Linked DNA regions of Mus musculus: all the other regions are linked to region 4. A link is a contact called in public ChIA-PET and Hi-C data. All regions are on one chromosome and are shown on one strand. Each heading gives the region's core, a stretch centred on a gene start, on an enhancer-like site or on the middle of the called end of the contact. The rest is flanking DNA. Distances are from core to core; before and after follow the strand shown. Region 1 overlaps Tex14 (testis expressed gene 14). Region 2 holds the start of Rad51c (RAD51 paralog C). Region 3 overlaps Cuedc1 (CUE domain containing 1). Region 4 holds the start of Tspoap1 (TSPO associated protein 1).

Region 1 (5,754 bases), core at 2,765-5,264, 290 kb before region 4:
GAGGGCAGACGCGGTGTGAGATAGAGGCGCGGACAGGGATGTCACGGGTCGTCTGTGCGTCAGTCGCCGTGACTAAGATGTGGGGGCGGCCGGTGCAGTGCGGCGCGGTGTGGAGCGTGAGGTTAAGACTATACTTTCAGGGATCATTTCTATAGTTCGTTACTAGAGAAGTTTCTCTGACTGTGTAGAGCACCCGAAACCACGAGGACGAGACGTAGCGTTCCCTCCTGAGCGTGAAGCCGGCTCTAGGTGCTGCTTGACTGCAGCTGCCTCCTGCCATTGATGATCGTTCTTCCCTCCTTTGGGAGGGTGAGAGGGAGGGAACGCAGTCTGAGTGGACGCGGTTTTATTTTACATGTTTGGAAAAGTCAGAAAACTTATTTTCTCTTCTTTAAGGTTCTCTCAGTGGTTTGTCCTTTCTATGGTGAACGCTTTTTGAGCACTTTGGTGCTTTAGACTGTGTACTGTGCCATTCTCTTTTTATTCTTATTTTGTTAAGCTGTGTTATGAGTTAGTATAGTACATATTAATTCTTGCTCTTACTTGTATTAGCTTTTTTGAAGTGTTTTTTGTTTGTTTCTTTGGATTTTTCCAAGACAGGGTTTCTTTGTGTAACCCTGGTTGGCCTTGAACTCAGCAGTCCTTCAGACTCTGCCCCCCAAATGTTGAGATTAAAGGCATGGGCCACAACTGCCGGAACTCACTGAGGATCACATCCCTGGAAGGTCTGGCTTGGGTGTTTTATATGTGCACATAACTATTGAAAAGTAAATTACCGGCTGGTGAGATGGCTCAGTGGGTAAGAGCACCTGACTGCTCTTCCGGAAGATCTGAAGTTCAAATCCCAGCAACCACATGGTGGCTCACAACCATCCGTAATGAGATCTGACTCCCTCTTCTGGGGTGTCTGAAGACAGCTACAGTGTACTTACATATAATTAAAAAAAAAAAAAAAGTAAATTACTTGGAGAGCTGTTAGTTGGTCACTCATCCTTTGACGATTTGCATAAGTGTTATAATCATGTTCCACCACACTGAACAATTTTTAGTGAAAGTTACATGCAAAATACAAAGGGTTTTGACATGAATTTTATATATACACCTTGACAGGCTTGTTTTCATTCCCTGACATGTTATGCAAAGTAATTATGTACATTACGACATTGCTATATTCATAAACTAGGGCTGGGGGTTCGGCAGAAAGCTGTGACATAACAGAAACCGTGTGTGGTGGTCCCCTACAATCCTAGCACTTGAAAAGTAGAAGCTGAAGGATTGGGATTTCAAAGTCCTCCTCATCTACACATAATGAGTTAACGGTGGCCTAGGCTTTTTAAAAGTCAGTATAAGCTGCTCTGCTCTCAGTCGTAGAGTACTTGCCCATCATGAAGAAGACCTCTGGGTTCAAAAGTCTCAGTACAAAAACAAAAAAGAGAAGAAAGAAAGGCCGGGCATGGTGTCGCACGCCTTTAATCCCAGCACTCCGGAGGCAGAGGCAGGCGGATTTCTGAGTTCGAGGCCAGCCTGGTCTACAAAGTAAGTTCCAGGACAGCCAAGGGCTATAAAGAGAAACCCTGTCTCGAAAAAGAAAGAAAGAAAGAAAGAAAGAAAGAAAGAAAGAAAGAAAGCAACCAAAACTAAGAAACTAAATACATTACTTAAAGGCATATGAAATCCCAACATCAAAGAAGAGGGTCACTTGAATCCAAGAATTCAGGACTAGCCTCAGCAATGTAATAAATGAATATCTAACCAAACTCTGTATGTAAAGTTATGGCTTATTATAGAGCATTTGACTGGTGCTTTCAGAGCCTTTGGTTTCCATCCCCAGTAGTGTAATAAAGTTTGGTAGGGCTGGAGAGATGGCTCAGCGGTTAAGAGCACTGACTGCTCTTCTCTAGATCCTGAGTTCAATTCCCAGCAACCACATGGTGGCTCACAACCACCCGTAATGAGATCTGATGCCTTCTGATGTAATAATAAAATCTTTTTAAAAAAAGAAAGAAAGTAAGTTTGGAAAGGAGGATCACCAATATAAGCCCCACTTGGGCTGCACAGGGAGACCCTGGGGCAAATTGCTCAGTGACTTATGTTACATTCACCTGGTGATGTTAAAAATTAAAAGTGGGGGCTGGTGAGATGGCTCAGTGGGTAAGAGCACCCGACTGCTCTTCCGAAGGTCCAGAGTTCAAATCCCAGCAACCACATGGTGGCTCACAACCATCTGTAACAAGATCTGACTCCCTCTTCTGGTGTGTCTGAAGATAGCTACAGTGTACTTACTATAATAATAAATAAAAAATCTTTTAAAAAAATTAAAAGTGGGGCCTGGAGAGATGACTCAGCAGGTAAGAGCATTGGCTTCTCTTCCAGAGGTCCTGAGTTCAAATCCCAGCAACCACATAGTGGCTCACAACCATCTGTAATGAGATCTGATGCCCTCTTCTGGTGTGTCTGAAGACAGCTACAGTGTATAATGTATAATAAATAAATCTTTTTTTTTTTAATTTAAAGTGATACAGTCTAATATTTAAAAGTCCCAAGTATGGCACTGGCAAGATGGTTCAATGAGTAAAGGTGCTTTGTGGGAAGCTTGGCAAGCAGAGTTCATTCCCTGGGTCCCAAATGATTAGCTCCTGGGAGCTGTCCTTTGACCTCTATACACTCACTGTTGCACGTGGGGTTTTTTGGTTTTGTTTCCTTGACAAACCTCAAAGCCAAATTTATATTAAATTGGAAAAATTCCGGAGGCATCACTTTTTTTTTTTTTTTTTGGTTTTTCAAGACTGGGTTTCTCTGTTAGCTCTGGCTGTCTTGGAACTCACTTTGTAGACCAGGCTGGCCTCAAACATAGAAATCTGCCTGCCTCTGCCTCCCAAGTGCTGGGATTAAAGGCGTGCGCCACCACCGCACGGCGAGGCATCACTTGTTAAGAATACTGTTAATCTTTATATCTACTCTTATTATAAGACTATAAGGGTGAAATCCTAGTTAGGATAATATGGCCAAGAAAAAAAGAGAAAGGATACAGTTAGTAAAGGAAGATGTCAGATCATCTCTATTTGCAGATGATATGATATCCTACCGGAAATGAACCATGAGAAAATGTTTAGATCTGATACACACTTTGAGCCCAGTAGCAGGGTACAGAATCACTCTACAAATAGGCACCTGATGCAGTCTTGTTATGTCATCAAACAAGTCGGCTCTCAACGCAGCCTCCAAGTGGGGTTTACAGACTTGTGTCACCACACTTAGTATTCAGTAGTTTTTCTGTCTGCTCAGCAATGACCTTTTGGTAAAACATATCTCCACACTTGTTATCTCAGCACTTGGGGAGTAGAGGCTGAGTAGAGGTCATCTTAAACCAGATACCAAGCTGAAGACCACCAATCTGCAACACATGAGACTCTCAAGTCCAGAGGGTCAGGAGAGCCAAAGCCCTGTGATGATTGATCTTAGTTGACTGTGTGATTGTGTCTGATACCAAGTAAGAGAGACACTTCTGGTTGGTCTGGAATGATTAATTGGGGTGGGGGAAGACCCTGTTTATGAATGAGCTCGGCCTTTCCTGGTGGCCTAGATATAATGCACTTTGAGGGAAAAATAGTGATGCTGTCTTTGCTCATGTGGGTGCGTGCACCGACCCTATTCCTGTTTGTCGTTCTTGCCATCCTTGGACATCAGAACATAGCTTCTTCAGCTTTTCAAGTGAAACAAAGACCGGCATCTTTCCAGGAATCCTCCAGGTCTTGTCTTGTGGACTGAGCCACTACCCATTTCTCAGCCTTTCAACCATACAGATACCCAGCCCACACCGTGTTTCATTGCTGTGAAAAAACATCATGCCCATGGCAACTCTTATAAAGGACATTTAATTGGGGCTGGTTTACAGTCCAGAGGTTAGTCCATTATTACCATGGTGGGGAACACGAGAGCCTGCAGGTAGACACGGTGCTAGAGAAGTCGCTGAGAACTCTACATCCTGATCTAAAGGGCTCTGTCAACACTGGCAAAGCTTGAGTTTTATAGCCCGCTTCAACAGTGGCTTACTTCCTCAAACAAGGCCACACCTACTCCAATGAAGAAGCCACACCCTCTAATAGTGCCACTCCCTATGGGCCAAACATTCAAACACTATGGGGTCCATATCTATTCTAACCACTACATTCCATGTAAGCCAATCTCATACACTTCTTTTATAATAAGTGTTCATTCTGTTTGTTTTGATGATTAGCAGGACCCTGATTAACACACAATCTAAAACAGAAAGCTCAAAGTGGGACTTGATTTTAAATCATAATTTTAATCTAACAAAGAGATACTGTATGTATCTGGCACAAAACCAAATGACATAGAGGGTGGCGAGATGGCTCAGTGGCGATTAAGAACACTGACTGCTCTTCCAAAGGTCCTGAGTTCAAATCCCAGCAATCACATGGTGGCTCACAACATCATAATGAGATCTGACACCCTCTTCTGGAGTGTCTGAAGACAGCTACAGTGTACTTATGTATAATAAATCTTTTTTAAATTAATTAATTTATTTGGTTTTTTGAGACAGGGTTTTTCTGTGTAGCCCTGGCTGTCCTGGAATTCACTCTGTAGACCAGGCTGGCCTCGAACTCAGAAATCCACCTGTCTCTGCCTCCCAAGTGCTGGGATTAAAGGCATGCACCACCACTGTCCGACATAATAAATAAATCTTTAAAAAAATATTTGCTTATTTTATATATATGAGTACACTATAGTTGTCTTCAGACACACCAAAAGAGGGCATCAGGCATCAGATCTCAATACAGATGGCTGTGAGCCACTATGTGGTTGGTGCGATTTGAACTCATGACCTCCAGAAGAACAGTCAGTGCTCTTAACCGCTGAGCCATCTCACCAGCCCATAATACATAAATCTTAAAAAACAAACAAACAGACAAACAAACAAACAGATAAGCCAGCAGAATAGAGGACATGGAAATTAATTAACACATCCACAGAGCTACTGGTACTTTTAAAAAATGCATAGGAGAAAAGACAGCCTCTTCAAAAATCTGCCACTGGGGAAAACATATGTAGAAGAATTAATTAGAACTCTTTCTCATCCTGCCCCAAAATTAATTTAAAATGGACCAAAGATCTTAATTCAAGGCTGAGACTTGTAGAAGAAAAGCTGGGTGTGATGGCTCTTTATCTGCACTCTTTATCAAAGCACTTGGGAAGTAGTGGAAGGGAGGTTCAGGGTTTAAGGACATACTTGAATATAATAGCAAATATGAAGACAATCTGACAAAAAAAAAAAAAAAAGAAAGGGAAATAACCTAAAGTTAGAGCATAGCAAGGACTTGCTGGAAAACACCTCAGTAGCTTAGGAAAACCAAGAATTGGCAACATGGCAGACCTTTGTATGGTGCCAGCAGGGACCCAGAAAACACATCCACTGCTTTGAGAGCTGCCTTTGGGGGCCTGTGGTGGAGTTTCCACTCCTGCAGGGACTGAAACACAGAAGCTCTAACAGCAGCTATGAGCATCAGGTGCTTTGGGTGTGGATGGTTTGGCCACTGGCCCAGAGAATGCCCTACTGGTGATGAACGGGGTTATAAAGTAAGAAGCTGTGACCGAGGTGGTTTACTTTGGATAGAGGTTTCAGTTTGTTTTTTCATCGCTACCAGACATCTGCGGGGCCGTGGGTGAAGGGGAAGAGGGGAGTGGGAGAGAGAGCCTGCGTCCCACCAGAGTTCCGGTGCTCTGGGCGGGCAG
Region 2 (5,258 bases), core at 2,113-4,612, 360 kb before region 4:
TATATAAAATAAATAAATCTTCAAAAAAAAAAGTTAATAGCTACCACTTTGGGTATGACACAGGTCTATTATTCCAGCATTTTGGAGACTGAGGCAGAAGGATCACACACGACCTGGCTTATGGGGAGAGCGCTGTACATCATTTTGCAACAAAAGTATTGGAGATTAACTAGTTATGCTTCTAGTTTGGGACAGTCTCTTACGAAGGTCTGAGATATGCACACATACAAACCGTCTTTAACTTACCTTCTTCCGTGTGTGTTCCTGCTATGAGATGAAGGTGCTGAATGCAGGCAGTTGCAAGGCTGACCACTCTATCAACCATAAAACTTCCCTCTGTATCAATAAATACTGCTTCACCGGCCACGCCCCCAAAACATTCTGGAATCTGCACATCTACTGCCAATTGCATACTGCCACGAAATGAAATGACCAGATCATTATCATAACCAGTTAAGATGTCTCTTGTAAACTGCATATAATCATCAGCTAGATCAAGTTTTCTAAATGCAAATAAATACCCCAAGGCAAAAGAGATGTCTAAGTCTCCATAGCTCCAAATACATATGATCAATAGATGCCTAGATAATAGATAAGGTGTTGTACAGAACTATAACTAAGGAAGTTGTAGTGGGTTTTAGATTGCTGAGGACTGAATGCTTTACTTTCTCCTTTGAGTCCCGGTCTGGCAATGTAGCCCAGGCTGATCCTTCAACTCCCAATCCTGCTATCTCAGTCTCCATTCTAACCCTACTGTCCTGTTTATAGGAGTTGGCCATAACCAAGTAGACACACTTTTTTTTTTTGAGGGGGAAGACAGGGTCTTGCTATATCACTGGCTAGTCTAGCAACTGTTATATAGCCCAGAACATCCTCTATTTCTTTTCTTTTCTTTTTTTTAAAGATTATATTTATTATTATACATAAGTACGCTGTAGCTGTCTTTAGACTTGCCAGAAGAGGGCATCGGTTTCATTCTGGGTGGTTGTGAGCCACCATATGGTTGCTGGGATTTGAACTCAGGACCTTCAGAAGAGCAGTCAGTGCTCTTAACCACTGAGCCATCTCGCTAGCCCCCATCCTCTATTTCATAGCACTCCTGCGTTCGTATCCTGAGTGTTGAGATTATGAGTATGTCACCAAACATGATTCAGAACTCTTCTTTATCATATATAAATCAACTTTAAAACATCTGACAAATATATCTCAGAAGCCAATTAATTAGGAGTGTATACGTTTAGTGACCAGGCAATATTATGAAAGAAACATTTTTGATATCAAAACTTCATCAAGAAGACAGGGATCCTGGATAATATGATGGTAAGCTGATTGTTTGATGTGAACACATACAAAGTAGTACTGTATGCTTCTTGGTTTCCTGACTACAAACTCACAGCAGAATATTCTGTTTGTTACATTAAGTCCACCCGTAAGCAGGGAACGTCCTATTTTACCATAACTGTGTTTTTCCAACACCTGGTACACCACAAACTTCTGTCGTCTTCATTAGGGGTATTCCACCCCCAAGAATGTTATCGAGTGCTGAACAGAAGGTGATTATGAAGCCCTGGGTATGCTCTTGCTCGAGAAGTTCCAGTGCTGTGCACTTCTCGTTTGCCACAGATGTACCGGCACATCTTGGTTTATTTGTGAGACATTCTCTTCTTAGAATTTGTAGAGTTTCCAAGGCTTCCTCTTTAGATATCCCAACTTCTATAAATAAAATAAGAAAAAGAAAACCTGACATTAGAGAATTAAAAGTATAACTCAGAGCCTGGCATGGGGGCCCATGCCTTTAATGCCAGCACTAGGAAATCAGGCAGGCCAGCATGGTCTACAGATCGAGTTCCAGGACAGTCAGGACTACACTGAGAAACCTTTTTCTTTCCTTTTCTCTCTCTCTCTTTTTTAAAAAGATTTATTTTTATTTTATATACGTGAGTACATGTAGCTGTCTTCAGACACACCAGAAGGGGGCATCGGATACCATTACAGATGGTTGTGAGCCACTATGTGGTTGCTGGGAATTGAACGCAGGACCTCGGGAAGAGCAGTCAGTGCTCTTAACCGCTGAGCCATCTCTCCAGCCCCCAAACCTTTTCTTGAAACAAACAAAAGTCTAACACAGAAATGAATTATCCAATTATTTAGTTATTTAGCAGTTGGGGAATCAAAACCAGGGCCTTGGGCATACATAGCTAGTTAGTGCTCTACCCATTCTGCTACTACTCTGTTAGCATCATCGCTGGGATGTAAAATTAGACTAGGGGTATAGCTCTGTGGTAGTGTTTAACATTGGCAAAGCCATGAGTTCAATACACAACACTTAAACAAAAATCAAACCAGATTCCATTCTGTCCTCTTTGATCACCATCAAAGAGATGTGCATAGTATTACTGGCACAGTGGGTGACTACAACGAAGTTTGGATTTGTGAACATTAAGGATGCAGTGGTCCCCACTTTGGTTTTTTTGTTTTGTTTTTTGAGACTGGGTTTCTCTGTGTAGCCCTGGCTGTCCTAGAACTCACTCTGTAGACCAGGCTAGCCTCGAACTCAGAAATTCACCTGCCTCTGCCTCCCAAGTGCTGGGATTAAAGGCGTGCGCCACCACTGCCCGGTTGTGATTCCCACTTATCTGTAACCTAAAGAACTCTGAGAAAAGTCGGGGGCCAGGGCGGGGGGGGGGGGGAGGCAGTATTCCTGTGAATCACGAACGTCTTTCTAGAGCTTTCTCCTGGTCTAAGGGAATGTTCTATTGCTTTTCTCACTGAAATATCTCTAGTCCTTCTCTAATCCTTTATTTTTCAACTTCAATTCCCCCCCCCCGCCCCCCAGGATCTTTGACCAAGGAGAATTACATGGCTTGTGATTGTTTCCCAACCCAGTTTATCATGAAACCTCAAGATGAGAAGTCGGTTCTTTCATCTACAGATTGGACACCCTGGTCCAAGAGGAGCCTTCCTTAAACCATTAAGTGAGGCACTCCTCAAAGCATCCAGCGAGCACGGAGAAAGCAATCAGTAAACGTTGCTCCACACAGTTCCAAGCTCAAGAGAATTTCAGCGGTGTCAAAAGATCGGCTTGGCGGAGGCGGCGGAACGAAGACGGAGGCGGCGCCAAGCGGCCGCGGTGCATCAGCTGGCAGCTGGGAGTCGTTACCTTTGCTGAGCTCGGAGGGCTTCACCTCTAGGACGTCCTCCGCCGTCTGAAACCCCGCAGCCACCAGCTTCCCGCGCACCGCTGGAGACAGCGGATAACCCACCAACTCCCGCTGCATTTTTTTTTTTTTTTTTTTTTTTTTTGAGAGCTCGGCGGCTACGCACGCAGTGACGTAGAGCAAGAGGCGCGAAAGCGCTGGAAACCCAAACCCCGCCCTCCCGCGGGGGAGGGTCAGTGGCGTGACGTCACACGCGCGGCGTAAGGGGCGGGGCTCGCGCGGCCTAGACTCACGAGGCCTTGCTGCTGCTGAGGAAATCCCACACACTGGTTTCATGTAAGGTTGTCTTCTAGTTTCACTCGTCCGAGTCACGTTTCGGATATAGCCTGACAGTGAACACAAAAACAAAAAAAGAGGCCGGAGACGCGGAGACGGTAGCCAGGCCAAGTGAACCCTGTACAGCATATTTCCTCACCATGCTCTGCCCTCTTTCACGGGTTCCTCAAGAATCCATCCTCCTGGATGGAAGTTGTAGTAGACGCAGCAACCAGAAACTGACCAGTTGGCAGTTTCCTGCTGTGAAAAATTCAAAAAACCCTTGTAGGAGGTCTGTTGTGTGTCCCCTGACCCTTGCCAGGCGACCCCTTGCTTTTCCCGCCCTCGCGGGGGATTGTGGGCCAGCCTCCCACTTTGGGGGGCTGCGGTAGGGAGTGGTTGGCGCCCACGCGCGCGTCCACGCACTCGCCCGCTCACGCACGCACGCACAGCTTCCGGTGGGTGACCCCGGGACTCCGGAGCTCCCTCAGAGTGTGGCGGTTTCTGAGCATTCATGTCGGCAGGCCTGCCTAGAGTAAGAAGTAGCTGGAAAAGTAAGCTATCGTGTCCTTGTCGTCTCGTGGTCTAGCCTGGGCCTCTGGTGTCCCGAGGGAGGAGCTGGACCTCTTTAGTAGAGTTGACCGGGGATGTTGACGGAGCGGGAGTGACTGCTTCCACATCAGAACTTTTGGGGAGATTGGCAGTTTGGAAGGTGGCTTTAAAGGCCCAAGAAATACGGAAGATGATATAAAAAAAAAGTGTGTCGTGCCGGGCAGTGGTGGCAGCACGCCTTTAATCCCAGCAGTCGGGAGGCAGAGGCAGGCGGATTTCTGAGTTCGAGGACAGCATGGTCTACAGAGTGAGTTTCAGGACAGCCAGAGCTACAAAACAAAACCAAAAAAAGTGTGTCATACCTACCTCACATTTCAAAAAAAAAAAAAAATCTAGCATTTTTTTTGAAGACAGCATCTAAACTTTCTAAATTATGGGATATAGGAATACGCGACTCTCCCTGCTTTTGCACTACTTATTGACAACAACTTCTTCTTTCTTTTTTTCTTTTCTTTTTGGTTTTTCGATACAGGGTTTCTCTATGTAGCCCTGGCTGTCCTGAAACTCACTCTGTAGATCAGGCTGGCCTCGAACTCAGAAATCTGCCTGCCTCTGCCTCTTGAGTGCTGGGATCAAAGGTGTGCGACACCACACCGGGTTCTTTTCTTTTCTTTTTTTAACTTGTGGGTTTTCAAGACAACCTCTTTGTGTAGGTTTCTTTCGTGGCTCTCCCAAAACTGACTCTGTAGAGCAGGCTCTCCTCGAAGTCACAGAGATTCATCTGCCTCTGCCTCCTGAGTACTGGGATTAGAAAGGCCAGCGACCTCCCCACCCCCACCCCCTACCCCCAAAAAAAGCCGGGCAGTGGTGGTGCACGCCTTTAATCCCAGCCCTTGGGAGGCAGAGGCAGGTGGATTTCTGAGTTTGAGGTCAGCCAGGGCTACACAGAGAAACCCCGTCTGGAACCCCCCACCCCCAAAACAAAAGAAAGGTCAGTGCCACCAATGCTCAGCTAAAGCAACGACTCTTTATTATTACATTTCTTTTGTGTTTGTGTGTGACACACAGGCCACATTACTAGACTGGAGGTGAGAGAAATTGGTTCTCGGCTTCCCCCATGTGGTATTGGGGACAGATGGAATTGAGGCTGTCAGGCTTGGCAACCAGGCCCTTTACCTGCTGTACTACCTTTCCCCTCCCTGCCAGTGATTCTTAGCCTGGACTTTTATTCAG
Region 3 (5,330 bases), core at 253-2,752, 430 kb after region 4:
GCAGCCAGGAGCTTAGGCCTCACCAGATGTTCAGCTGGGAGTTTTCTTGTCCTTGATTCCAAATTAACAAGGGACACTGGAGCTGCTGAACTGGATCAGAGTGACTGAAAGGGAAGTTAGCAGACAAGGTGACTCGGGATGAGCCAAGTTACAGGACGGTGAGCTGCAGCCCAAGGATCCTGAGAGACCCACGCAGGTGGCTCACTGCGTTCTGACTCTTGGCTGAGCCCTGCTCTTGTTCCCGTTCAGCATCTGGGAGGCGTTCTTGGCTCTCTGTCCTTTCTGCTTCAATTCACGAGAGTTAGGATGCACAGAGGGTCATGATGTGCTGGCAAATGGTTAACCTTCTGCTCTGGGTGCAGGAGAAGGCTGATATGCAGGCTGGGGGGATTTCCGAGACATAGATCTCCCTACCAGCTCACTTCAAACCACCATCATGGCTTTGAGGACATGGGACTGCTAGAGAGGCTGGAACCCAAGGCCAGCCAGTTTCCCATACGTGCAGCAGATCTTAAGGCTGCCCTTGTTTGCTCCGAAGAGGAAAATGTACCTTGCAAGAAAGAAGTACTCTTGCAACTTGCCTTAAACTCCTATAGCAGGGAAGAAGCCGGGACTTGTTCTGTAATAAGAGAACAGACAGAAACAGGGATGGAGGGTATCCTCTGACCTCCTTCCCTAGAGCCTTGGCCAGGTGCTCACTCTATCTCTTAGTGGGACCTCGGAGACCCAATGGGCCTGGTCCCTCAGCAGGTGTCTCCTCCTTCCAGGAACCAGTGAAACCAACCCCACTGTGTCAGAAGATGCCTTATTCAGGGACAAGTTGAAACACATGGGAAAATGTGAGTCTTGCCCCTTTTCCCCTCCTTGTCCCAGCTCTCTTGAGGCAGGCCCTGTGGCCTCATGAGAGGGAGAGAGCCCCCCCTTCCCCCCCCCGGAAGATTTTTAATGCTATTGACTCTTGCTGAACTCCGGGTGACATTTTAATCACAGGCTAGCTCCCTCAGCCTTCCTGCCTTACTTTATTCTGCAGCTGAGTCTGGAGACAAATTAAGTTTAAATCCTCTTGAGCCAGCTGTCTGTTGGAAAATAATGTGTGTCGGTGTTCACATTCTCTGTGGCGTGAGGACTTGGCCGAGACTGGAGTCACTGGCTGAGTCTGCTTTCTGTGGGAATGGCAGACATTTTGGGATAGGGGAACCTCGCCCCACTGCCCGCTTTTTTTTGTCATCCTCCCGTCTCCAGTCTCATAGACCCATAACCAGCGGGGATGAGGCTGGAGCCTTTCAAGGTTTTATTTCAGGGAAAATTTCCGATGACTCATGGAAATCCTAGGACCAACTGTGGAGGTGGCTGGGGAGGGGCGGGAAGGCCGTGGCAGCCAGCAGCGGGAAAGAAAGCCAGGAGCCGTGGTTGTGTGGTTGTCCGCCTCTAGGGAAGGAATACCCGGATCTTGGTCTGGAGGCAGGCTGCTGTGTACTTGACGAGTGCTGGCCTGTGCTGCCCCCGGAGGCCGACCTGGGATGGCGCACTTGCTCCCTAGGTGGCACTGGTGTCTGCTGTTCCTGTCACTTTCCTCTTCCCAGTCCCCACCCAAGGGGCCTGGTGTGGCGCTCTGCCTGGCTGCCCCCAAACCTGGAGGGAAGCCATCTGATGCTCTGGCTCTCTGGAGCATTAAGGGCTCACGAGTCTTTCTGCCCCAGCTACGCGCAGGAAGCTGTTTGAACTCGCCCGAGCCTTCTCCGAGAAGACCAAAATGAGGAAGTCAAAGAAGAAACATTTACCGAAGCTTCAGTCGTATCCTTCTGCTTGGCCCTGGGGTGGGGTGGGGAGCACTGACAACAGTGATGGAGATCCCGGCTGAACCTTCCTCGGGAGTGGGATGCGGCTCTGCGGCCGCCCCTCCTTGATTTGTGAACCAGGAAACCCCGTCATCAGCTCCTGTGTTCCTTTCCCCGGGGACACCGTCCTTCCAGTGCCTTCTTTACTTTTGGCCTTAAGTCATCTGCATTTTGGGAGAAAGACATCGTCTTCCTATTGAAATCACCGAGTCTTCCCCTAATTTTACTAGAACTGGTTCATAGGTCCCTGCAGCTGTGTCTCCAGAGGCCTGCTTTTTTTTTTTTTTTTTTTTCCTCCACTTTTGGCTTTTTGAATGAAAAAAAGTTTCCCTGTCTTCACACCAAAGTTCTCATCCGTGCTTATCCACAGGGCCCTGGATATTGAAAACTGAGTAGTTGAAGGAGAACGGGGGAAATGTCACTCTCCCTGTCCCTAGTGATGGGGGCAGAGTAAAGGGGTCGGGCCTGGCTAGCTGGTCCATTGATCCCAGGAGAGGGTCCTGGAAGGGACACCATTAGGCAGTTTGGGAACGGGAGGGATAGTAGAAGCCTCTGAGGTTGGTGGGTTATCAGGACAGAGCACAGGCAGATTGAACAAGCTGTCGCAGTACCCATCCGTCTCTAGAATAGTTTTCCTGAACAGTCCGGCAGGCTGGGGGCTGCTGCATCCACAGCCAACCTCCTGGATGACGTGGAGGGCCATGCTTACGGTGAGGCAGGTCAGGGGACGTTGAAGTCTAAGTTGCTTGGGATGGGTGACCCTTCAAGAGGAGGTCCTGAGGGTCTAATATTCAGCAAGGGAGCACTCAGTCTGGGGGACATGTCAGGGGTTGGCAGACAGGTGGCCCACAGAAATGTGGTCCCTTGTCATGAGGTGCACACACTGACACCTGCTTCCCATCATCCCTGAAGAGGAACCCAGGGTGCCAGGCACTATTCCCAGAGAATGGTCCCTAGGGAATGAGGGATAGACTGGCAGACCTCATACACAGACAACCATAAATTAGAAAGGCTCAGTCTAGCATGCAGCAGTGGTACACACCTTTAATCCCAGCACTTGGGAGGCAAAGGCAGGCAGATCTCTGTGATTTCAAGGCCAGCCTGGTCTACAGAACGAGTTCCAGGACAGCCAGGGCTACATAGAAAAACCTTGTCTTGTAAAACCAGAAGAAGGGGACTGGAGAGATGGCTCAGCAGTTAAGAGCACTGGCTGTTTTTCCCTAGGGCTTGTGTTCAATTCTCAGCAACTACATGATGGCTCACAACCATCTGTAATGAGGTCTGATTCCCTCTTCTGGCATTTGGGCACACATGTGGACAGAACACTCATATCCATTAAATAAATAACTAAATAAAGATAAATACTATATCTTTTTTATATTAAAAAAAGGAAAACCAGAAGAAAAAGTAAAAAAAGGAAAGAAAGAAAGAAAGAAAGAAAGAAAGAAAGAAAGAAAGAAAGAAAGAAAGAAAGAAAGAGAGAGAGAGAGGGAAATGAAAGAAAAAGAAAGAACTTTTTACCCAGCCCCTTCTAAAGGTCATAAGGGGTCAAAAGACCTCTCTAGGCCAATCATGGATGAACCCTCAGCATTAGGCTCTTAAAGGGTCAGGAGACACCAGATACAAAGACCAGAGGGCCCTGAGGTCTTCTGGATAGTCTATCACTCCTATCCTGCTTGATAGATTAGAAAAACCAGGGCCCAGACAAGGGTGAGACTTGGCCAAGGCCACAGTGCTCAGTGGTAGAGTCAGGCCAGCGCCCAGGTTGCCTCTGCCTCTTTTACTGTACCCGCATACTGCTGCTTGCGGTGTCAAGATCCAAGCAAAGGGTCAGAGGTCAAGCAGCTCCCCTGCCCAGCCTGAGGATGGGCCCACATGAGGTTCTGCAGAGTGGAAGATGAGGCCTTTCCCTTTGCCTTTCAGAGGAAGACTTCCGGGGTAGGCGGCAGGAGGTGCCTAAGGTGGAAGAGGCCCTAAGAGAAGGACAGTAAGAGGTAAGGCTTGGGACCACAGTTTCCAGGGGCAGCTAGGGCAAAGGCCTATTACCCATCATGGGTACTTCAAGGATCCAGAGGTGCTGGGCTGGAACATCAAGTATCAGTGGCCTTTTCTTGTTTTCTTGTGGCAGGGCACATGGTTTCCCCCTGTAAACCAGCATCTCTCTATCTCTATCTCTATCTCTATCTCTATCTCTATCTCTATCTCTATCTCTATCTCTATCTCTATCTCTATCTCTATCTCTATCTCTCTCTCTCTCTCTCTCTCTCTCTCTCTATCTCTATCTCTATCTCTATCTCTATATCATCTAACCCTACTACCTTTGCACTGGTTATATAAATGAGGCTGGCTTTGAACTTCAGACCCTCCTGTCTCCACTTCCCAAGCACTGGGATTACAGACTTGCTGTCTCACTCCTGGCTTTTGTACTTTTAAGAGTTTGGTTATTTATTCATTTATTTATCTGACAAACAATAATCACGCCTGCCTTCGACAGATGCCCTGACCAGAAAACCAAACCGGCTTTTGACCTTGAATAGTTTGCAGCCCCACTGACAAGACATTTCCAGGACACACAGTGACTATTAAGAGGATAACGTAAGAAACACTGTGGTTGTCGTTCAGAACTGTGTCCAGTGTTCTGCTGACGCTGGATGGTCAGGGACCTGCTAAAGGTCGGGAGATGGTCCCCTGGAATGGCTGCTTCTGTCTGGAGCCTCAGGGTTGGGCTGTCTCTCCTCCAGGCTCCTCTCTAAACTCATGGGGGGGGGGGTGTACCAGGGAATGCCAGTATCTCCTGCAGGACTAGGCATGCGTGCGCCTCTCCAGGTGCCTCTGGAGCCTCAGGGTTGGGCTGTCTCTCCTCCAGGCTCCTCTCTAAACTCATGGGGGGGGGGTGTACCAGGGAATGCCAGTATCTCCTGCAGGACTAGGCATGCGTGCGCCTCTCCAGGTGCCTCATCCCCCAGTGAGAAGCTGTTCTCCCATCCACCTGCTTTGCCTGCCCAGCTGCTCTCCTGCTCCCCACACTCAGCATCTTTTCGGCTTTCTTGAGCTGTGGTGCAGCAGTTTTGGCCCTGTTTCCACCTACAGAGGAACAGATGTTCTTCCTATAGTAGTTGTGGAGATGACATAATCCAGGCAACAGAGGGCATGGTCAGCAAAAGCAGGCACCGCCTTCTCCCATCTTGTCCCCCTTCCACATTCTTCTCTCCCTTCAGCTCTCTTCCATGCTTTCCCCGGATTCCCTCACACACAGAGCTGCACCCCAGCAAGGGCAACTAGGGAACTATCCCCACCTGTGCCCCTTCTGCCATCCCACTGGTCCCCAGGGAAAAGGCGGTCCTCCCAAAGCCAACTCATCTTGGATCATGCTCATCACTTTTGAGCTTCCAACTTGTTTCCCCTCCCAGCTCCGCACTGTGAAAACCAGATTGCCCAGTGTCTGTTGCAACCCTACAGGCTCCAGAAAGGGACTGAATCAAGGTGGTCTGT
Region 4 (5,800 bases), core at 530-3,029:
GTGGCAAATGTCCTACCCACAGAGCCATCCTATTGACTAGGATTGAAAAACAAAATGTGTTTTTGATTGCAAGCCAATTGTAGATGTAATTACAACCCCAGCAACTGGAAGAGGAAGGACCAGCTTGAGCTAAGACTCTTACCAGAGAGGAAGCTGTCTCTTTATAATGTATAGACTTTGCTTGTTATTCTTGTGATTTCCTCAATAGTACAGTACAATTATTTTAACATTCACATCGTATTATAAAATAGGTATAAACAATCTAGAGATGATTTAAGGCATGGGGGTGGGGTGGGGCTGGGCTGAGGATATGGTTTAGTGGTAGAGTGCTTGCCTAGCATGCAAGAGACCTTGGGTATACAGAAGGATGTGTATAAGCCATGGGCGGATATTTCATCACCTTACATAAAAGGACTTAAGCATTTGAGAACTTAGTGGGGTATCCTGAGATGATCTTATAGACAGTCCCCTTAGGCATGGAGGGGTGAGAATATATATACAGAGACTGCGTGCACATCATGCCAGGCAAGTTTATCATGTACATAGATCATTGTATGCCATTGTACATTATTATATGACAATGTATGTCATAATGTGTTAGTGCTGTATAATGGCATGATATCTGTGATTTATAGCAAAATGCAATGATAAACTCATACGTAATTGCATGCACATAGACATTGTAGCAAATAGACATACAATGACACAAAACCATGCACAGATATATATCCAATGAGATTCATAGACAAAATAGCACACATACATGCAGTGATCTCCATGTATACACAGACATACTATGCATACTCTTCTATACATACATGTAATATGACATGCATATGCATGCTGACTGAAAGTTACATGACATAGCATGTGTACTGATGTTTAGACTGCTTTAGAGAAATGAATGTTACCTTCTCTCTTATGCAACTCCAACCCCTACCCAGTTCCATTGGCTCTGGCCTGGGTGGAGCCTACTGTCTGGGTGGGGGGTGTTCTCTATGCTTTAGCTGCTATTCCATAGGGGTGCCACATGAGGGCCCTCGACCTTGGCTTGTCTTGCGTCTAGGAGCAACATTCTTATCTCTCGAGATCTAGGTGCCCCACATACAGGCAGACACCTAGGTTGGGGCAATTCCTATGTCCTTGTTCCCAAAAGCCATTTTTTTTTCATAGCAAGTAAATAAATAAAGCCTAATGCTAGACAGAAGATGAACTTCCTGATGGTTGAGGGAAAATCAGCCCAAAAGGTCCTGTCTTATGATCTCTCCTGCTAGCCTGTGAAGGCTGGGCTGTCCCCCAAATGTGATCTGCCATGGGGAAGCTGAAGTCGTTTTTCAGCCTATTTCAACACTCTGTCCTTTTGCTCGTCTTTCTATTTTCAGACTTTTATTTCTTTGTTTTATTCCAAATCCCACCATTTCAGCTCTGTCCTTTTCTACAGCTAGGTCTCTGTCACATTGTTCTATCCCCATCAGTCTTGCCTGAAAGGAGAGGACTGTCTCTACTCCCTTTCCTCTGCACCCTGGAAGTGAGGGTCTGTGGGGTCAAGGGGATGAAGAGGCCATGTTGGGGGGTCCGGAGGGGGTAGCTTTCTAACCTACCATCCAGTAAGGAACCTGCTCTTTCCACTGTCCCGACCCTGCCAGCTTGCCTGCCGGTCCAGCCCACCAGTCCAGCTCCATCGTCATGGAAACCAGCAGCTGACTTCCTATTGGTGGGCAGGAGGGGAGGAGGAGGGGGAAGGGAGGGATGATGATGCTCCCCTGCTCCCCACTCCCCATTCTGAGGCTCTGCCCTCCTTCGTGCCCACCATCTCATTTGGGGAGCTCCGGGACCGCGAGGGACCCTTGCAGTCCCTCGAGCTGAGACTAGCTGAGGCAGAGACTATGAGGCAAGCCGCCCATCGACCCAGGCCTCCTTAGGACCGCCCAGCCACCCAGCAAGCAACTGATCGGCGGCAGCCAGCGGAGAGAAAAGCTGGAGATAAAGGACCACAGTGGATCACTGGGGATCATTCCCAGGAACTCCTGCGGACCCTTTCCAGGCAGAGTGGTCGTGATGGGTGGCCAGACTCACAGACACTGAAAGACACACGCCACTACAGATACACCGGGCTTTACAACACTGAGACAGGACCGGCGACAGCATCACACACTGCCACAGCCCTGCAATACAGACAGCCCCTACCCCCACGCAGAAACAACTGGTAACTCTTAAATAGGCACAGACAGTGACACATAGCACCACCCTTCTCAACATACACAAGTCGGAGTATTCATCCTCCAATCACATAATAAAACATCACTGACCTGCAGGGACAGACCTGGAGGCACACGTACATATATACCTTCAGCCAGGCACTCCTGGTGGTGGTCTCTCACCCCCCCACACACACCCCGTACACACACACACACACACACAAGAGAGAGAGAGAGAACCATGAGCAAACCCCAGCTCCAGTCTGGCAACCCCGATACCTTCTGAACCCTCCTTCGTGGGTGGGAAGAGCTCAGCCAACCTCTGATGGACTCGGTGAAGCCAAACACTTACAGGGAGAATGGTCTAGTCTGGCATGACCCTTGTCAGTCTTCCCGCTGGTGATGTCCCCAGGTCCAGGTTCGGGGGCCCCTTGCCGAAACCATGGAGCAACTGACAACCCTCCCACGGCTTGGAGACCTTGGAGCCATGGAGCCATGGGCACTGCCTGCCTGGCAGCACTGGACTCAGGGCCAGGGGTGCAAACCTGGAGATGCATCTCCAAGCATTGCTGGTACTCCGACAGCTCTGCAGGTTAAAGGATTGAGGTTTGAAGAGAGTTCCAAGCCTGAGGGAGCTCATAGCCCTGGACCTGTCGGAAATACTGATCCTGAAGCAACAGAGACCGGGCTGCCTAAGCTGGGGCAGCAAGCAGAGAGCCCTGGGTACAGCTGTTCCGGGCTGGAGGAGGAGGAGGCACAGGCTTATAAGGTAAGAGAGGATGGAGAGGGCTGCAAGATGGACTGGCCATAATCTGTAGTCCCACTGCCCACATTTCTTGTCTCTGTCTCTGTCTCTCTCTGTCTGTGAGTCTGCCTGTGTGATTATCTGTCCTTCCTTCCTTGGACGGGAATCTAAGTGGCCTCGCTCTGTTCTCTCTGGCTCTGGCCCTCAGTGTGGGTACATGTGTCTCTTTCTGATTATGTTAGGTCTCTTCCACCACGAGTCTGTCTGGGGGGAATCTTGGTATGCTGGGGGGTGTGGAGGTGGGCTTGGTGCTGGGCTGAGCCAAGGAAGATTTTGTTGTGGGTGGGTGTGAGTGAGCTAGCTACTGGAGAGGATGAAGGAAGCAGGACTTTAGTGGAGGGCAGGGGACTCTACAGACCCAAGATGTCTAGACGGATGGGGAGGGAGTTTGATCTGCCATTACCTAAAAGGCTGTGGGGTAGAAAGGCAAGCATAGAGGAAGAGCAGGAAATGCCCCAGAATGGTGTGAGGCTGCCGCTGAAGGCATGAAGGCATGGAGGATGGGCCTGTCCCTTCTCCTTAGGTCCTGGTAGCACCCCTCTCTGAAGGCCTGGGACACAAGAGAGAACCTGTTCACCCCTTGGGTTATAGAGTGGCGATGTTGCACACGGAAGACTCCGGCTAGGTTGAGTAGGTTTCTGAGACACCGTACCCGGTCCTTCCCTATGCCAGGCCAAGTTCAACATAGGCTTCGGGGACAGGCCTAATCTGGAGCTGCTAAGGGCCCTGGGAGAGCTGCAGCAGCGCTGTACCATCCTGAAGGAGGAAAACCAGATGCTGGTGAGGCCTGGGGAGTGAGGTTTCCCTCAGCACCCCCGATCAGCCTATAAACATTCTCTCCAAGGAGGGAGGCACCCACGGGTGACATAACCCCATGCCCCAACCCCAGTGGACCCTTGCTTAACACTGCCAAGGATCTCACTGTGTGCCCAGGCTCCAGCCTAGGGCTTTGGGTAGTAGGAATGGGTCTGTGGGATTCTCCCTACACAGTCCAACTCTGGCTGACTCCTTGTCAGAGAAAAAGCAGCTTCCCAGAGACGGAGGAGAAGGTACGGAGGCTGAAGCGGAAGAATGCTGAACTGGCAGTCATTGCCAAGCGCCTGGAGGAGAGGGCACAGAAGCTGCAGGAAACGAACATGAGGGTGGTGAGGACAGACGGACAGACAGCGGGGTGGAGGCTTGGGTGACTTGGGAAGAGGAGAACCAAGGCTGGGCCACAAGGAGTGGGCTTGGGAGTCATAGACTTACTACCCAGGAACCCAGGAGTTCAGGGGTTCGGAAGAAAGAGAAATGCTGGCCCTGGGGAAGGTTGAAGGTGTCTGGAGCTACCAGAGGGAAAGGGGGTGGATGAGGAGGCTCCTGAGAAGCCAGGGAGCACAATTCTAGATTAACACGTGCTGGAGCTGGTTGCAGCCTCCTGCTGAGCTCATCTGGGGTGTGGAGCTGGAGTGGGGGGCAGGGAGAAGACCCATCATAGTGGCAACCCTGAATTAGCAGTGTCCTCAAAGCCTAAACTGAGATGTAGTGTTAATGCTTTCGATCCTGGTTGGGGACTGCCTGGATAGGGTTCAATGAGGATTCAGTGTCTCCGAGGCCCCAGACCGGGTTTCATCCTAATTCTCTGGAAGATGAGGAATGGGAGGTGTACCTTAAAACCCTCAGATGACCACTGGCTTTACCCCCACCTCTGGCTAGGTGAGTGCCCCTGTGCCCCGACCCGGATCCAGTTTGGAGTTGTGCCGTAAGGCTCTAGCTCGCCAGCGAGCCCGAGACCTCAGTGAGACAGCCAGTGCACTGTTGGCCAAGGACAAACAGATTGCTGCCTTGCAGCGGGAGTGCAGGGAGCTGCAGGCCAGACTCTCTCTGGTGGGCAAGGTGCGAAGGGGCCCTTGGCTTCTCTTGCTGCTGGATCCTACGCAAGGATGTCGGCTTGGCGTGTGGGATGTGTACCAGATGTTAATGAGATGCAAATGAAACGGAGAGGTGGAGGCTGCTCGGGTGTAGGTTACCCTGGCAACGGCCCAGGTGGGAGTGGGGAGAAGGCGCCTGAACCAAAGGGGGTGGAGCCATGCTTGAGTCCAAGACCTGGACATTTCCGTGCTCTAGGCTTGAAGCTGTGTGCCGGTGGATCTGTCTGTAGGAATCCACACATAGTTCACACTTGTGTGAAGGATTGTTCACAAGGCATTTAGCACAGTGCAGGCACACGGCGAGCGCCCAGTGACCGAGTTGTTGTGAATGTCTGCCCACGGGCCAGGGGAGGCATGGGGCTGCATACTCATGCTTATATGACCAAGCATATATGCATGGGAGGATGCGCACTTTCCCGCGCAGCCGAACCGACCCAGTATGGTAGAGAGCGGGTGGTGCTGGAGGTGATCAGGGTCCAAAAAGGGGTTAGGACTGACTCGGCTCCTGGTCGCCCCACCCCAGGAAGGTCCCCAGTGGCTGCATATGCGGGACTTCGACCGGTTGCTGCGCGAGTCCCAACGGGAGGTGCTGCGGCTGCAGAGGCAGATCGCCCTGCGCAACCAGCGGGAGCCGCTCCGGCCTGCCCGGTCCCCGGGTCCTACTGCCCCATCTAGAGTAGGGGCGCCGGCCCCCGGGGCCCCGGGAGAGGTGAGCGCCTGCGCAAGGGCAGGTGTGTGAGTGTGCTCAGATGCGGGGGGTCAGGGTGATCCGGGAATCTCCCCCTGCCCGATACTCTGATGGGGACCCCGTGGTGAAATGCTCGCTTTCCCAGGGTCTAGGGAGCCTTCCTGACTAGACAACAGGAACTTGTCCAAGCCTCCCGCGC

What was found. A called contact is a pair of places that touch in the nucleus more often than the background predicts. ChIA-PET counts read pairs in DNA pulled down with a chosen protein or histone mark.
Region 1: a Hi-C map of the G1E-ER4 cell line shows a contact between it and region 4, with 2.1 times the contacts expected there. The contact joins the enhancer-like site here to the promoter of Tspoap1 in region 4. A contact is called at or near these places in 1 of 39 promoter capture datasets (pre-B cells), 7 of 484 Hi-C or Micro-C datasets (CD4 T cells, CD8 T cells, the G1E-ER4 cell line and 4 more), 6 of 115 datasets of contacts at active chromatin or transcription factors (bone marrow-derived macrophages, effector CD8 T cells, microglia and 3 more) and 1 of 9 other capture datasets (liver).
Region 2: an RNA polymerase II ChIA-PET map of memory CD8 T cells shows a contact between it and region 4, with 91 read pairs. The contact joins the promoter of Rad51c here to the promoter of Tspoap1 in region 4. A contact is called at or near these places in 3 of 115 datasets of contacts at active chromatin or transcription factors (bone marrow-derived macrophages, effector CD8 T cells and memory CD8 T cells) and 1 of 9 other capture datasets (adipose tissue).
Region 3: a contact with region 4 is called in a Hi-C map of cortical neurons, with 2.7 times the contacts expected there. The contact joins the enhancer-like site here to the promoter of Tspoap1 in region 4. A contact is called at or near these places in 2 of 484 Hi-C or Micro-C datasets (CD4 T cells and cortical neurons), 3 of 115 datasets of contacts at active chromatin or transcription factors (bone marrow-derived macrophages, effector CD8 T cells and memory CD8 T cells) and 1 of 9 other capture datasets (embryonic stem cells).

Annotation. Positions count from the first base shown.
Region 1 is chr11:87,462,162-87,467,915 of GRCm38.p6, forward strand. All of the region lies in intron 2 of Tex14 (testis expressed gene 14), which reads left to right. It overlaps Rnu3b4 (U3B small nuclear RNA 4), which reads left to right and starts at 125; the gene lies at 125-342. Within about 2 kb of position 4,015, at least 45 of the 459 cell types and tissues checked have an H3K27ac peak or open chromatin away from gene starts, as enhancers often do. A contact at or near this core is called in the G1E-ER4 cell line, where this site is marked.
Region 2 is chr11:87,401,144-87,406,401 of GRCm38.p6, forward strand. It overlaps Rad51c (RAD51 paralog C), which reads right to left and starts at 3,363. Exons shown (of 9, transcript NM_053269.4): 1 at 3,161-3,363; 2 at 1,455-1,713; 3 at 247-413. The coding sequence starts at 3,278. It overlaps Tex14 (testis expressed gene 14), which reads left to right and starts at 3,922. Exons shown (of 31, transcript NM_031386.2): 1 at 3,922-4,027.
Region 3 is chr11:88,186,294-88,191,623 of GRCm38.p6, forward strand. It overlaps Cuedc1 (CUE domain containing 1), which reads left to right. Exons shown (of 11, transcript NM_198013.3): 7 at 768-839; 8 at 1,701-1,794; 9 at 2,490-2,548; 10 at 3,762-3,832. The coding sequence ends at 3,829. Among named protein-coding and RNA genes, the nearest start is that of Mrps23, 15 kb to the right of the region's middle. Within about 2 kb of position 1,503, at least 283 of the 459 cell types and tissues checked have an H3K27ac peak or open chromatin away from gene starts, as enhancers often do. A contact at or near this core is called in bone marrow-derived macrophages, cortical neurons and memory CD8 T cells, where this site is marked.
Region 4 is chr11:87,758,762-87,764,561 of GRCm38.p6, forward strand. Tspoap1 (TSPO associated protein 1) reads left to right here and starts at 1,780. Exons shown (of 32, transcript NM_172449.2): 1 at 1,780-2,967; 2 at 3,676-3,783; 3 at 4,020-4,148; 4 at 4,699-4,878; 5 at 5,437-5,622. The coding sequence starts at 2,641.